Regions from separate parts of the Mus musculus genome. Here regions 1 and 2 are each linked to region 3. A link is a contact called in public Hi-C data. All regions are on one chromosome and are shown on one strand. The core of a region is the stretch at or near the end of the contact, and the rest is flanking DNA. Distances in the headings are between cores, read along the strand shown.

Evidence for each region. Hi-C and Micro-C count contacts between places; a contact is called where the count stands out from the background.
Region 1: a Hi-C map of muscle stem cells shows a contact between it and region 3, with 2.2 times the contacts expected there. The contact joins two enhancer-like sites. A contact is called at or near these places in 1 of 39 promoter capture datasets (hippocampal neurons), 4 of 484 Hi-C or Micro-C datasets (the MC3T3-E1 cell line, cerebral cortex, muscle stem cells and 1 more), 4 of 115 datasets of contacts at active chromatin or transcription factors (CD8 T cells, T-cell acute lymphoblastic leukemia, embryonic stem cells and 1 more) and 3 of 9 other capture datasets (adipose tissue, liver and pancreatic islet).
Region 2: a Hi-C map of muscle stem cells shows a contact between it and region 3, with 2.2 times the contacts expected there. The contact joins two enhancer-like sites. A contact is called at or near these places in 5 of 484 Hi-C or Micro-C datasets (CD4 T cells, the P5424 cell line, muscle stem cells and 1 more), 4 of 115 datasets of contacts at active chromatin or transcription factors (all in embryonic stem cells) and 1 of 9 other capture datasets (embryonic stem cells).

Annotation. Positions count from the first base shown.
Region 1 is chr3:101,045,271-101,050,011 of GRCm38.p6, forward strand. It overlaps Ptgfrn (prostaglandin F2 receptor negative regulator), which reads right to left. Exons shown (of 9, transcript NM_011197.3): 8 at 174-479. Among named protein-coding and RNA genes, the nearest start is that of Cd101, 18 kb to the left of the region's middle. Within about 2 kb of position 2,806, at least 107 of the 459 cell types and tissues checked have an H3K27ac peak or open chromatin away from gene starts, as enhancers often do. A contact at or near this core is called in adipose tissue, cerebral cortex and muscle stem cells, where this site is marked.
Region 2 is chr3:101,211,101-101,215,429 of GRCm38.p6, forward strand. No RefSeq gene overlaps it. Among named protein-coding and RNA genes, the nearest start is that of Cd2, 75 kb to the right of the region's middle. Within about 2 kb of position 1,456, at least 163 of the 459 cell types and tissues checked have an H3K27ac peak or open chromatin away from gene starts, as enhancers often do. A contact at or near this core is called in muscle stem cells and uterus, where this site is marked.
Region 3 is chr3:101,142,866-101,147,191 of GRCm38.p6, forward strand. No RefSeq gene overlaps it. Among named protein-coding and RNA genes, the nearest start is that of Ptgfrn, 35 kb to the left of the region's middle. Within about 2 kb of position 2,851, at least 60 of the 459 cell types and tissues checked have an H3K27ac peak or open chromatin away from gene starts, as enhancers often do. A contact at or near this core is called in adipose tissue, cerebral cortex, muscle stem cells and 1 more, where this site is marked.

The DNA.
Region 1 (4,741 bases), core at 1,556-4,055, 98 kb before region 3:
TTCCCCAGTGGTGTTACCAGGCCAGGACTGCAAAGGCAGCAACTTGCAAAACCGCTTTGGCCTGAGCCAGGCCCTAGAGGAAACACAAGGTGGACCAAACTCTAGAAGCCTGAATGTATGTGCTGCAGTACAACTCGGGAAGATACTTAGATACCCAGAGCGGGAGAGCTCACCGTCCATCTTCACAGTTATAAAGATGGGCCTGGAGTGGATCTCGGCTTCCCTCTGCCAGGAACCTGTCGGTGACCTCACCCAGGGAGTCACAGAACAGTAGTAGTTGCCAAAGTCCTGGTCCTCAGAGCCATGCACTTGCAGCAAGAATTCCAGCACGCTCACTCGCTCCAGGCTGACAGTACTCTTCCAGTCCCTCTGGCCTGTCGTCACGACTCCCTTCCGGTCCAAGGAGGAGAGGAGGACGGGAGCCTTGTCCAAGCCAAAAGAGTGTACCGCAAACCAGGATACATCGAAGGCCATGTCATCTGTGGATTACGGAGCCAAATGCTGAGGTCAGAGTGTGAGCAGAAACGATGTACACGCTCCTGTGTGTGCAACCCTTACACGCTCCTGGCCAGGTCTGTTCTGTACGAACCTCCAAGCAGCCTGTGATGATATCACAGCCTCCCCTGTGCCAAGGTCACACAGCTACAGATAGTAGTGTGTCTAGCCTGACCACTCCCACCCTAAAGAACCACAGAAAGAAGATCTGGGGCCACAGACAGCCCTGTGTGTGAAGGCTGGGCATGGCGTGCAGGGTCCCCGAGCACTTCACGCAGAAGAACCAAAGACCGCACATAAAATAAATTGTACCAGATTTGAAGTTGTAGACAGCTTGGATTTTATTGTTCACTGTGGTTTGTGCTGTTTTATTTTTTTCTTCCCCCTTGTAGAAGTATTTAAGTTCAAAATAAGAGGGGTAAAAAAAAAGAAAATCAAGCTGAGAAAACTGAACACAGTTAATAGTCCCAGAGAGTAAAGCTAGTGGATCATGAAGTTCTCTGTGAAACTGAGGTTCTAACAGCCTCAAATAAACGACAACGGGCAGAAGAGAAAGAGGATGGTACAGGATTAATTTACACAATGTGGAAACTGAGGCCACATGCTAAACCCAGACCCTCATCCCCACCCTGACTGGACCAACCCAAGCCAGCTACTGAGCTTCAGGTTTCATCCAGAAGGCATGTGGGGACTGTGGACCAGAAACACAGTCACATCTTAAACCTGCTTGGCAAAATTCCTTTTTCAAAAAAAACACCGAGGACTGAACCCAGTGCCGTGCTGGGCAAGTGTTCTATTGGAGCTACAACCCTGGCCCGGGACCTTTTATATGTCAGCTTTTGCTGGACAACAAAAAAACAATAGTTATTCATTCAGGCAAAGTACATTAATAACTTCAAAAACACATTCTAAGGCAAACAGATGTCATCCAGACCCATGTAAGACAGAAGGGAGCTCAACTCAAAGTGGGCATTTCCAAACAGGTCCCAATGATAACTCCACTACTAAAGCAGATCCCCTCTCTCCTCCACCTGCCCCAGGGGCCCCTCAGCATAAACAATTCTCAGCAGGTAAGTCTCTGAGACCAGCTTGGTGGGAATGCAGAAGGTGCTGTGGACTGCCTATTCCCCCTCAGTGCCAGGGCGGAGTGGGCTCTGCTACCCAGGGAAACTCAGGGAGTCTAGAGTGGCTACCAATGATAAAGCATAGAGGTGCTGCCATTACGTCATTCTCTTGTGCATCATAGGATGCTAAGGTGGCTAGCCTGGGCCAGAATCCCAGTACCTACTGGCCACATGACCTGAACAAGCCATGTTAGTTTATTGCACAATGCAAATTAACAGGGCTCTGGAGAGATAGCTCAGTGGTTAAGAGCATTCACTGCTCTTCACAGAACCTGGGTTCAGTTCTCAGCACTCATGTCAGGTAGCTCACAACTGCTTATAGCTCCAATTCCAAGGGATCTCTTATCCTCTTCTGGCCTCCACAGTCAGACAGACAGACAGACAGACAGACAGACAGACAGACAGACAGACAGTGTACAGACACACATAGACAAACACACATACACTTTAAAAACTTAAAAAAAAAAAATCCAACTAACAGCGTGGGCGAACACTGACTGCCAAGAACCACTCCCAGCCCACGTGTTTCTGTATGTGGCTCCTGGAAGCCCGGCCCGGGGGACAGGCAGGAAGGTTTTGTCCTGTGTGAAGGGGCAGTGCTAATAACCAGAGACCCTGCAGGCCTCCCCAGCATCTGGGTGCAAAGTACTGGGTAGCCATTACATTGGGGTGGGTGCCTGGCTCCTTTAGGACTTCTGTTCAAAGGTTCATGTGGCTACAAGCTCAGCATGGACATGTTTCCCCGAGAAGGACCCAGTGGGAACTAGTGATAATAAAAGCGATAGTGATAAAGCTACACACCACCATCTCCACACGTGGCTGACAGGTAGATGCCGCTAGAAGGAAGTGTGGGAGGTACTTGTCAAGGATATGGGCCCCTCCTGTGGGCATCTGCTGTACTGAGTCACCCATCTCACCACATACCCTGGTTAGGTACTAGACGCTGATGTGTTCCGACTGGACCATTTCCAGAACACGGAAGTCACCTCACCTGGGTGAAATGCCTCACAGAGGCTACGGAACACCCTTAACGCTCAGCCACTCCGCCTCTGAGCAATGGCTGAGCAGCAAGGACAGGAAAGTCCAGCTCCTTAGCTGCCCTCGGCACCAAGTACTCCGAGCATAGTGACTGGGCCCCATTCTCTTGCACCCCCACAGCACACTCTGGAGACCCCCCTCCCCCCCATGACTCACACTGCCTCTGCTCTGCTTCAGACCATGGTGCCACCCACGCTTGGCCGCTCCCACCCTGCTGTGACACAACAGTGCCTTGGCTCTCAGCCCACTTATGCAACTTTCCCACTGAGAATTCCCTCTCAGAGCCATGGGATGAATGAAAAGAGAAAAAAAAAAAAAGAAAGAAAAAAGAAAAAGAAAGAAATTACGATTTGTGTTTAATTATTCAGAATCTTCCACCCACACAGAGCAAGAGTGCAAAGTTCTGGAAAATTGTGATTTGCAAGATACCAGCTACCTATAGCTTTTGCAATTACATCAGAGAAAAGAGGTTTACATGAAAGGCACAACTGGCGACCTATTAATTTGCTGAGAAAGAGCATTTGGAGGGTTTAATATCTGTATATCACAAATGAGCTTTCAAACAGCACTGCACTATGCAAACTTTTAAGGAGTTTTTGCTTGCCTTTCCCTGGCAGTCTTTCCTGCCTTTTCCTTCATTTCTACGTTCAAAGGTACCTTTGTGCCTCTGCGCCTCGCAGCTTTGGTACAGCAGCAGTTGCTCTCTTCAGAGCCCGACTTTACATGACGTCTCATGCCTCACATGCTGTACAGAAGCCCTAAAGGAACCAGGGAGCCACTCCCATCATAATGGCTACCCCGTAGTTTACCCCCAGATGCCGGTGAGGTCTGCAGGGTCCCCCATCTTTGGTTATTAGCACTGTCCCTTCATACAGAACAACCTGCTGCCTGCTTCTGGGGCCATGCTTCCAGAGGTCTACACACAGAAACACATGAGAACTCACAGAATTTGGCTAGCTTTGTGTATGACTTTGCTAGGAATGGGGTGGGGTTGGGCAGTGTCAGGGTCACAGTGGGTGGTGGAAGGGAGAAGGGCAGGCCTCAGCAAGCTAGGCTCTTCACAGAATCGTTGGGGAAAGGCAAAGGTGGGTAAAGTCCTGCTCAGCAACAGGGACAACACCCTAAGGCCTTTAAGACCAGAGGAGCCAATAAGAGAGGGATGTCATCTTGCTTAAGGCACCAAGCAGAGAATGCATGAGGGATGGGCCCAGGATTCTGAGGCATCTGTTGGCAAGGCTAATCTTTTCGGTAAAGAGAAGATTCACAGAACTGGGGACATGGCTTGGGACAGGCCGGGTGTGCACAAGGTTCCCTCTTCAGTAGAATGGGAAAGGCTTTACAAAGATATCCTAAAAGTTATAAATGACATCACTTCTGTATTCCGCCTCGGGTGCAAGCTCTCGGGGGTAGATCTTGAGCACGTCCGTAGCTCTATCCCCAACATCTTTAACTGCTCTGTCTGTGTACCGAAGGGATGAATGACACGGAGCAGGAAGAGGGATCTGTGAGTGGGTTTCTAACCAGGCCACAACAAGCCAGGAAGAGATCTACTGACCGACCGTCCTGAAAAGTGTTTCAAATCTCCCAGCAGATACACAGCCTCACAGAGCCAAGCCAGCAATGAGTCAGGGAAAGTGATGGGCTGGCTAGTCTTTTGTCAGCGGGACACAAGCTACAGTTATCTGAAAGGAGGGCACCTCAGTTGAGAACATGCCTCCAGAAGATCAGGCTGTAAGGCATGTCCTTAAATTAGTGACTGATGGGAGAGGGCCCAGCCCATTGCGGCTGTTGCCATTCCTGTTTATAGAACCCAGGATGGCTTCTACAAGAAAGCAGGCTGAGCAAGCCATAGGGAACAAGCCAGTAAGCAGGGATACTCCATGACCTTTGTCTCAGCTCTGCATCCAGGTTCCTGCCCTGTTTTGAGTTCCTGTCCTGACTTCCTTCAATGATGAGCTACAATGTAGATGTGAAGCCAAATAAACCCTTTCCTAGCCAATTTGCTTTTGGGTCACAGTACTCCATTGAAGTAACAGAAACCTTGACTAAGACAAGTGAAGATCAACAGACAGTTCAAACTCCAA
Region 2 (4,329 bases), core at 206-2,705, 67 kb after region 3:
TTGCTTGCATGGATGTATGCACATTACTTGTGTGTTTGGATGCCGGGGAGCACGCGGATGCCCTCTCTAGGAAACTTGTTCGTGGTCTTGTCCCCCAAAGGCTGCTTTTGAAGTTCAATTGCAGATTCCTAGTAGACAGTGGGCACCAGGGAAGCTCCTCACCCTCCTAGATGGTTTACCTTGGATAGGGATGTGTGCCCTGCTCTGGACGTTCTGTGATTGTCCCTGACAGGCTGCATGGACTCTTGGTGTGTGAATAGCTAGACATGTGAAGACACAGATGAGGCTAAGGCCTGGATGAGTGGGGGTCCTGGGTCTTTAAGACTCTGGTGAGTATGCACCTGAGTGTGGGTGCTCTGGGGAGTGCACTTAGGTCTGTGAGGCCCCGGGGTGTGAGAACTCGAGGATGTGTGAGGGACCTGAGCGAAGGAACAACAGGGGTCCTTTCCTAGGTGACTTTTGGTTCAGTCAAGGTGACAATCAGGATTAACCACGGCAGATGAAGAGCTGGGTTATGGGGGTACCTGGGTGTGGGGGACCCAAGCATGAAGGCATCTGAGCATATGAATAAAACCTAGAGTGCATTAGAACCTGGGTCTGTGAGGACCTGGATATGTAAGCACTTCACTATGGGAAGACCTGAGTGTAAGGGCACGAGGTGGGCACCATAGTGCGTGAGCACCTGTGGCGGGGGAGGAGCATCATGGGAGCACCAGGCCATGTAATAGCAGGATGTGTTGGGCCTCAGCTTTGAGGGGCTCCAGCCTGTGAGGACTTGGGCACATTAAAAGCTGAGCATGTCAAGACCTTGGTATTTGTAAGGACTTGGGCACTGAGTACTAGGTTATGGGAGGATGTCTGCGAGTGAGGACCCCCAGGATATAGGCTCTAAACCTGCTTGCTACCTGTGGCTTAGCACTCCTGCCCACCCATGGGTGAAGGATCTGAACAGAATGGCTGACAGAAAGACTCTGTAATGAGAGGGCAGGCCCAGGGCCAAGAAGCTGTGTCTGCCTCCCACCATAAACCATCACACAGCACTTTGAACGAAGTTTATGGCTTTGGCAGAGCTCCAATCTCCTGAGGGCTCAGGCTGTAAATTCTTAAGAAGATCCTAGACCCTGCTGGCCGGGCCTTGTCACCCATTGTGAAAGGTGCAGAAGAAAAGGATAGGTCACATTGTAGGAGCTTCCCCCACCCCACCACCACCACCACCCCCACCCCCCGCCTTCCACCCCACACAGGTCTATCGAGAAGGAAGACAAACTGTGTAACATGGATGGAGAACTAGGCCCCCCGGGGTGGCTGGGGGACCTGTGACAAACTGCTAAGTGAGAACATACACAGGAAAGAGGCAGGAAAGGCCCTAATCCACAGAGCACCAGGGGAGGCCAGGTCTGTGTTTAGCCTTGGCTGGTGGGGCCTCTCCTGCCTCCCCTCCTACTCTTGGCTGATTCACTCAGCAGCTGGGCTCCAGGCGCCCGGGGCAGGGCGGGTGGAGTGAAGGGTACCTTCCTGGCCCCTCCACCAGCTCCATCTGTGCACAGGCGCCCCTGTGGTCCCCATACCCAGCTGTCCACCACACTGCTAGTGGGTGTGAGGCCGTTTGGGAAAATATCCGCTAAAAGCAGAGTGGAGAGAAAGGGAAACAGAATATTAACGTAGCAGGGAGAAGTCTGCATAAATCTGAATGGCTAATGAAGTCAGGGAAGAAGCCCAGAGAAGCCCAGGGGTCTCTAGACCTCAGACCACCAGAAACTGTGAACTTGAGGCCAGGGCTACATGGCCAGCTAGTGATGCTGTCATTTTGCAGTCAGGGGGACTGGGCCAGAGTGTGTGTGTGTGTGTGGGGGGGGGGGTAATGGGGGCAGCCCGGGCTCCAGTGAGAGGTAGTGAGGTCATTTCTGGCCAATCAGAGTGAAGGGCAGAATCCCAGCTGATGATGGGGATTTTAAAGGACTACGGGGACTTCCTAGTGCCACGTTTCTGTCTCTGGATTGAGAGAACCATGGAGCTGGCCAGCCGGCTGGAGGCCAATGTCTCTTGATTTTTCTTTGTGCTGTGTTTGGAAGGGTGTCCCCAGGGAGGCTGACAGCCGCCTCTGAGAAGCAGCTTTCTGTCCCTACAGGCCTCTTTCCATCCCATCCTCAAAAGCAAGGCCTCTTCCCTTAGCAGGTGTCCCTCTTTGCTCAACCCTGTTTTCTCCTCACAAAATGCTGACTCACAGGTGGACGGAAGTCGTCATCCCTTAAGAACGCTATCTCCTTGACAGGTGGCCGCCAGCCAGCTCCAGCATTAGTACTTCTGCAGTGGGGATCTCTGTACCCCCACACAGCATGGGGGTCAGCACCCACACACAGCATGGAGCTCAGCACCTCCACACAGCATGGAGCTCAGTACCTCCACACAGCATGGTGCTCAGTACCTCCACACAGCATGGACCTCAGTACCTCCACACAGCATGGACCTCAGTACCTCCACACAGCATGGAGCTCAGTACCTCCACACAGCATGGAGTTCAGTACCCCCACTCAGAGTGGAACTCAGTACACCCACACAGCATGGAGCTCAGTGCCCCCACACAGCATGGAGCTCAGTGCCCCCACACAATGCTCTCTAATCAGAACAGCTTAGATATTTAGCAAGTCTTTCCTGCCTGCCTTCCTTTATCCCTTCCCTCTCTTCTTTCCCTCCCTTCCTTTCTTCCTCTGCTATTTTCTCCCCCCCCCTTTTCTCTCCCTCTTCTCATCTCCCCCCTCCCTCCCTCTTCTTCTAGTCCTCTTCCTTGTCTTCCTCCTCCCTGGTGCAATGAGGACCATATGAAATTCCCAGTGGGTTTTCTGGTTTTGTTTGTTTGTTTGTTTTCTTGAAATAGCTCCGGCTCCTTCAGGCTTATCTCTGGAGAACGATTTCTTGTCGTCCCCTTTGCTGGGAAGAGATGCTCTGAATATGCTATGCATTCATTTTTCACACAGTTATTTTGGTGTTTATTCATTCATATCTCCAGCTTACTCCAAAAAGAGACTCAAAGGGGCTTGCAAATTATACAGCAATACTATAAAAAGTAATGGGGAAAGTATTAATGAAGAAAAGGCAGAAGATGGTGAGCCACAGTAAGTCTACTTACTGTCTGAGCACATTCCTGTCAGTTTGCACTTGGTTCGGTGTAGACACCAAACTTGCCTGGTGAATTCCCTAGCAGCAAAGGTGAAAAGGGAAACTTGGGCAGCCTTGCAAGCCAGTCTCCATAAGAACAAAGAGAAAACACAGCTCTTTCTAGGCCTGGAAATGAAAGAAAAGTATCCCTGGACTCACCCGGAGAAGAATGCATCCAATACTTTTCTCACGATAAATTCAACAACCCATTTACCCAAGCTGTTTCTTATCAGGTCACCTCACGTCGTAACCCCAAAGCACAGTCTCAATGAACGTGAGTACTCTGGCTTGTTAATGGGCCTCTTAACACATGGCATAAAGTATTCCAAACTCCTCCGACTGCAGAGAAAGACAGTGAGATACTTCTGTCCGGAATGCTCCTCCTGACAGCACGGCCTGGGCTGCTATTAGCTCTTTAGTGACATGCTAACTCCTGTAGCAGATTCCTCAAACCTATTGCTGCCTCTGTGACAAGAACTGAATTTAAGCCAATTTGTCTTCATTTTTTTACTTGGTCAATTGATTTTTTTTTTTAACTTAAGTGCAGGACTGCGTTGTATTTATCACCATAATTCCATTTTGTTAACTTTGCTTCCAGTCATGCTGATGCTAATCCTGGATTTGCATCACATCAACCCATATACCGTATTTCCTCAAATAGAAGACTCTTTTCATTGCACGATGCATTATTTACAAATTACCACTGAGAACAAACAATGTTGTCAATTGCAATAATAAGCTGTGTGTGAGTTTGAATGAGAAATGTCCCTGATGGGTTCCCATATTTGAGCACTCAGCCCCCAGCTGGTAGCAATCTTTGGGGAGGTTGGAAAGCCTTTGGGAGATGGCACTGGACTGGAAGAGGTTTGTCACTGGAGGTTACTCCTGCTCCACTTCAGCTCACTCTCTAAGATTCATGTTTGCTGTTGAAGAGCTGACTACCCAGCTTCCTGCTGCAGCTTTCTGCACCTGTTCCCCCGCCCCCACCCTCCATTATGGACCCTCCCTCCGCAACCATAAGTCCCAACAAACGTTTCCTTCTATAAGTTGCTTTGTATCATGGTGTTTGTCACAGCAACAGAAGAGTACCTGACACAGTGTTACGTTCACTGGTCTTGGAATTCATCTAGTTTTAGGGATAAAGATGATTTTAAATCCAGATGTAGCTCAGGC
Region 3 (4,326 bases), core at 1,601-4,100:
GGCTAGACTTACTGCCCAGAACTAAGTCTGAGAACAGGGAAGATGGACTGTTTTCACCAAGGTCCCGTCTGATCCAGACATATACGGGATCTTATGGTTTCCCATAGAACTGAGCCCAGTTGGGACTAGGACCCTGTTCATGGCCCTACAGTTTGAAGGGCCCCAATCCAAGCTAGGACAGTACTGTAGAAAGAGAAGTCCCCACTGACCACCTGAAGCACCACCCTCCCCCTCATATTGTCCACTCCCTTTCCATCCCTGGCATAGTCCCTTGCTGAAGCAGCCACTGGCAAGTGGACAGCACCAGTCCCTCTGATTACAGAGAACATTTGGATCATATACCTTCATCCTGCATAAGGAGCCCTGGCCTTGTGAGCTCAGGCCACCTATTGCCACATTCAGTGTGGCCTCTGCAGGGTAGATGCTCCACCTGAGACTGGTGTGTCTGCCATTTCTAGCATATTGGCGGTGGTGCTGTGAGTATTATTCCATTCATGCCTTTGTTCCTTCCCAGTCCTTCAGCAATGAGCAGTACCTAGTGAGATCCTTCCAGCTCCTGTTCTAACCTCCCAGGTAAGCTTGCCTGTAGGCCAAAGGTTATCAAAGTCACAGGTTGAATGGCCCTCCCCAGTCCGTAAAGAATCCATAAAGATGAATAAAAAGAGGAGCAAAGGATTTGCTTTCATTGCTTTTTACATGGTGACAAGCCAGAAATCATCCGAGAGCCCAAAATAAGAGCCTTGGCTGAGTCAGTTTCAGTACCATGAACTCGAAGGAACGAATGCGGTACAGCAATTAAAAAATAACCTTGTGAAATTGTGCTTAAAGCACCCTGTTATAAAACCAGTGGAAAACAGAGTAGAGAATTTTATTTTACTGTGTGAAACATGATAGCACAGGCAAGTCAGGCAAGCGGGGTGGGTCAGTGGGTGCTTCAGGATGGTTGGTTCAACAGTGCCTTCTTTTTCTCATTTAGACACTAACGTTTAATGATGTTATTTACATAATGATTGTATGATGATTTTCTTTTTTGGTCTTCTAAGATTCCTCAGCACTTCAGGGGTGGGGTGGGGTGGGGTGGGGTGTGAAGATGATCTGAAGGCTGGAGACTTATTGCCAGTGGGTGGACAGCTCTCTCTTGCTGTCTCCTTCCCCCACCCACTTTCTCAAACCGCATGCATGCTCTGAGTTCAAAATGTCTCAGTTGAAACCTTAGTCTTCCTCTTACCTTACCTGTCAAACACAGATAAGAATGCTATCTGCTTCCCTCTTTGTAAGTCACCTTTGGACACATGCAGAGAAACTCCTGGCCCAGAGTGAGTGCCCAGCAAATATTAGTTCTCATTATTTTATTGCAAGTAAACACTGCACTCTAAGCCACATCAGCCTGGGTAAAACCAGAGGTCACTGGACTCTCCATGGCCTGACAGGGACCTGTTCTTCTGGGTCTTTCATGATTTTCCTTTCCTACAAGGCTTTCACAGGTATTTGGCAAGCAAAGGCCTCTTGCTACCTCAGCAGGCTGGCAAGAAGGGAGGCCCCCATTGGCCCCAGTGGGGAAGCTGGTTATCCATCCAAGGATGTGGAGACGCCTGCTGCTGCAGCTGTAAGGCTGGCAGCTGAGGTGGACGCAACTGCAGATGCCACAGCTGGTTCTGCCCAGAGCTCAGAGTCACATGGCGGCTGCCCTGTGCCAACCACTCCATTCTGCATGAGATCACATCTTTTGACTTTTCCTGTGCACACAGCTGGCTGGGCTCGTTCCACCAGGACAGAGGACAAGACCTAGCTGCTCTTCTTGCTGTGGCTCCTCTCAGCTCTGAAACATGGCAGCTTGTGTGCTATGTGTGACTAATTTTTCCCCTCTACCCCCAGGAGACCCCATAGGCTTCCTGCACTGCCTTCTGCTTGTCCAGGGGACAAGTCCAGACCTGATTGAACGCTGTGTGAGGGCAAGTTTGCTCCCGAGAGAGAACTCATATAAGATGAAGCCAGACCTGCAGCCAACTTGTAGAAGAGATTGGAATGCAGGGATCAGGACCAGGGGACCACAGAAACAAGGACAGGGTTGTTCAGAGTAGAGGGAGAGGAGGGTGCTGGAGGGGGTGGGGTGGGGGGGCTGTGCTGAGCTGCTGCTGGCTAGATGCTGAGGAAGGTGATGGAGAAAGGGAGAAGGAGGTAAGGCACTTCCTGGAGACCTAAGGAAAGGACCCCAGCAGGTGCTTCCTTGCAATTCTTTTGCCTAAATCAGCTTCTACTTCCCAGGGTATCTGCCCTGTGTGCTCCCTTACACTTAATATAAATACAAAGTGTTTAAGGTTGGAGGTGGCAGGGGGCTTCCTAATTGTGATGGACTCACCTCACTCCAGACACAGATGTATTTTCTCAAATGATGCTTCCTCTTCCCTCACCCAAGTGTCACAGGAAATGGGGACAGCATTCATTAATAACCGAAGGAGGGTCTGAGGAAAACTAGATGCTGTATAAAGAGAAGAAGCTGCAAACTAAGAAGCCCTGGTGGAAATGAAGTGCTCAACCAGTCCTGCATCCATTAAAGTAATAACATCATCGAATGGCGGGTTTATCACTCCCTTGCAGCCCCTCAGCCTGGAAGCTGCGGCTCTTTTTAAAAATGAGAGAGGAGTTGCATGCCGCTCCTCCAGTGTGGAAGGGCAGGTCTCCCTGTGCCCCCTCCCAAGCGCTTCCCTCCCCAGCCTTGGACTTCTCCCAGCCTCTAGGACCATCGCTAAAATTCATTTCACTCTTTAATTAGATTTCATGGAGTAAGGGATTGGGAGGGTGCTGGGAAAGGCGTGCATATGCCCTCTTTTCGTTGAGAAGGGTAATGCTGCTGATAGGGGAGGTGGGACAATGGTTGCTATGGAGACATATTCCCAGACATACAGACACACTCATTTTAATGCCTTTTTTTTTTCCAAGCAGGGGAAGGATCCAGTGCCCTATTTTTAGTGTCAGATTTCAGCAAAACAATTCACTTTCGTTTCATCACACACACACACACACACACACACACACACACACACACACACTCTGCTGGCTTTTTAAGTAGGTCACCCCTTCTGACTGTATCAAGAGCTCAGATCTGTCTTGCTTGAGGAATGCAAGGTTCCATGGAAGATTTTTCTGATAGAGGGGAGGATCTCAGACTTGCCTGGGTACAGCTTTCTTTCATCTCAGTTTGACAGGCATTAGGACAGGCGGGATGAATAGCTGTAGGTAAATTTACATTTTAAAGATGGGTGCAAGATGTCGAGGTTCTGATAATAAAGAGGGGAGGTATAGAAACTACAAATGACAAATGTGTCTGCTTCTCTATCATCAGCTTATCACTGGTGATTACAAAAGATACTCCTTGGTTGTTAATACTACACAGCCCATTGGGAAAGAAAGAAGTCCTGGCTGGGAACTGTCCAATTTGAATTTTTGATCTTTGTCCCAGATCAACCGGGTATGACAGAATATGTGAATCAGAATTGGGCTTTTTATTTCTGTCCCATCCTGAATTGCAATTCTTGACTGTTTCCGTCTGAGATTTTTTTCCCCCTTTGTGATCTTTGCCAAATCTCACAATCCCTCTGTGATGAGAATACCCCCATTGACTGTAATAAGCACTAGCTGTTCCCTTAGCAGAAGTAGCCCAAGGCGAGGCTGTGAATTGGGCAAGTGTCTGTTCTTAGGAGTCCCAGGCTCACACTCACCCTCATCTCCCATTCCCACAAGGGCCGGTTTCTCGCTCCAAGATGGCGACAGTCTAGACTAATTAGGGCTCTCTTCACTGGGAGCCCCATGTGTATTCACTGGAGCCTTTGGGTAGTTCTTTCCACAGTCAGAGGCTTCTGGTTTCTCTTTCATAATATAGAGAAAGGAACTCCCAATGGATATAACCAAAAGGATATCCCGTGGTTCTCAGCTTTAAAAAATAATAGACTTGAAGCTAAGAAAGATGGAAATGAAACCACAATGCTGTAATAGTGCTTTGTAAAGCACTATTTTATACAAATAGTGTAAAAGTGTAATAGAAATAAAATCCATAGGATTTTATTTTTCCATAACATTTATGTTTTCCAAACATTGTCCTATTAATTAGAAAATAAAAGATAAAAACAAGAATGGAACCTCAAAATGTATATTATGCTTGCTATTTTATAGATGAGAAAAAGATAACAAGAGGAGAATCTTCTCAGAGCCTTAAAATAGTGTGTGTGTGTGTGTGTGTGTGTGTGTGTGTGTGTGTGTGTGTGTGTGGTGTGTGTTGGGGGAGGCGGCAATGAGAATCCATCACATGTCTATAAAGATTCAAACTCC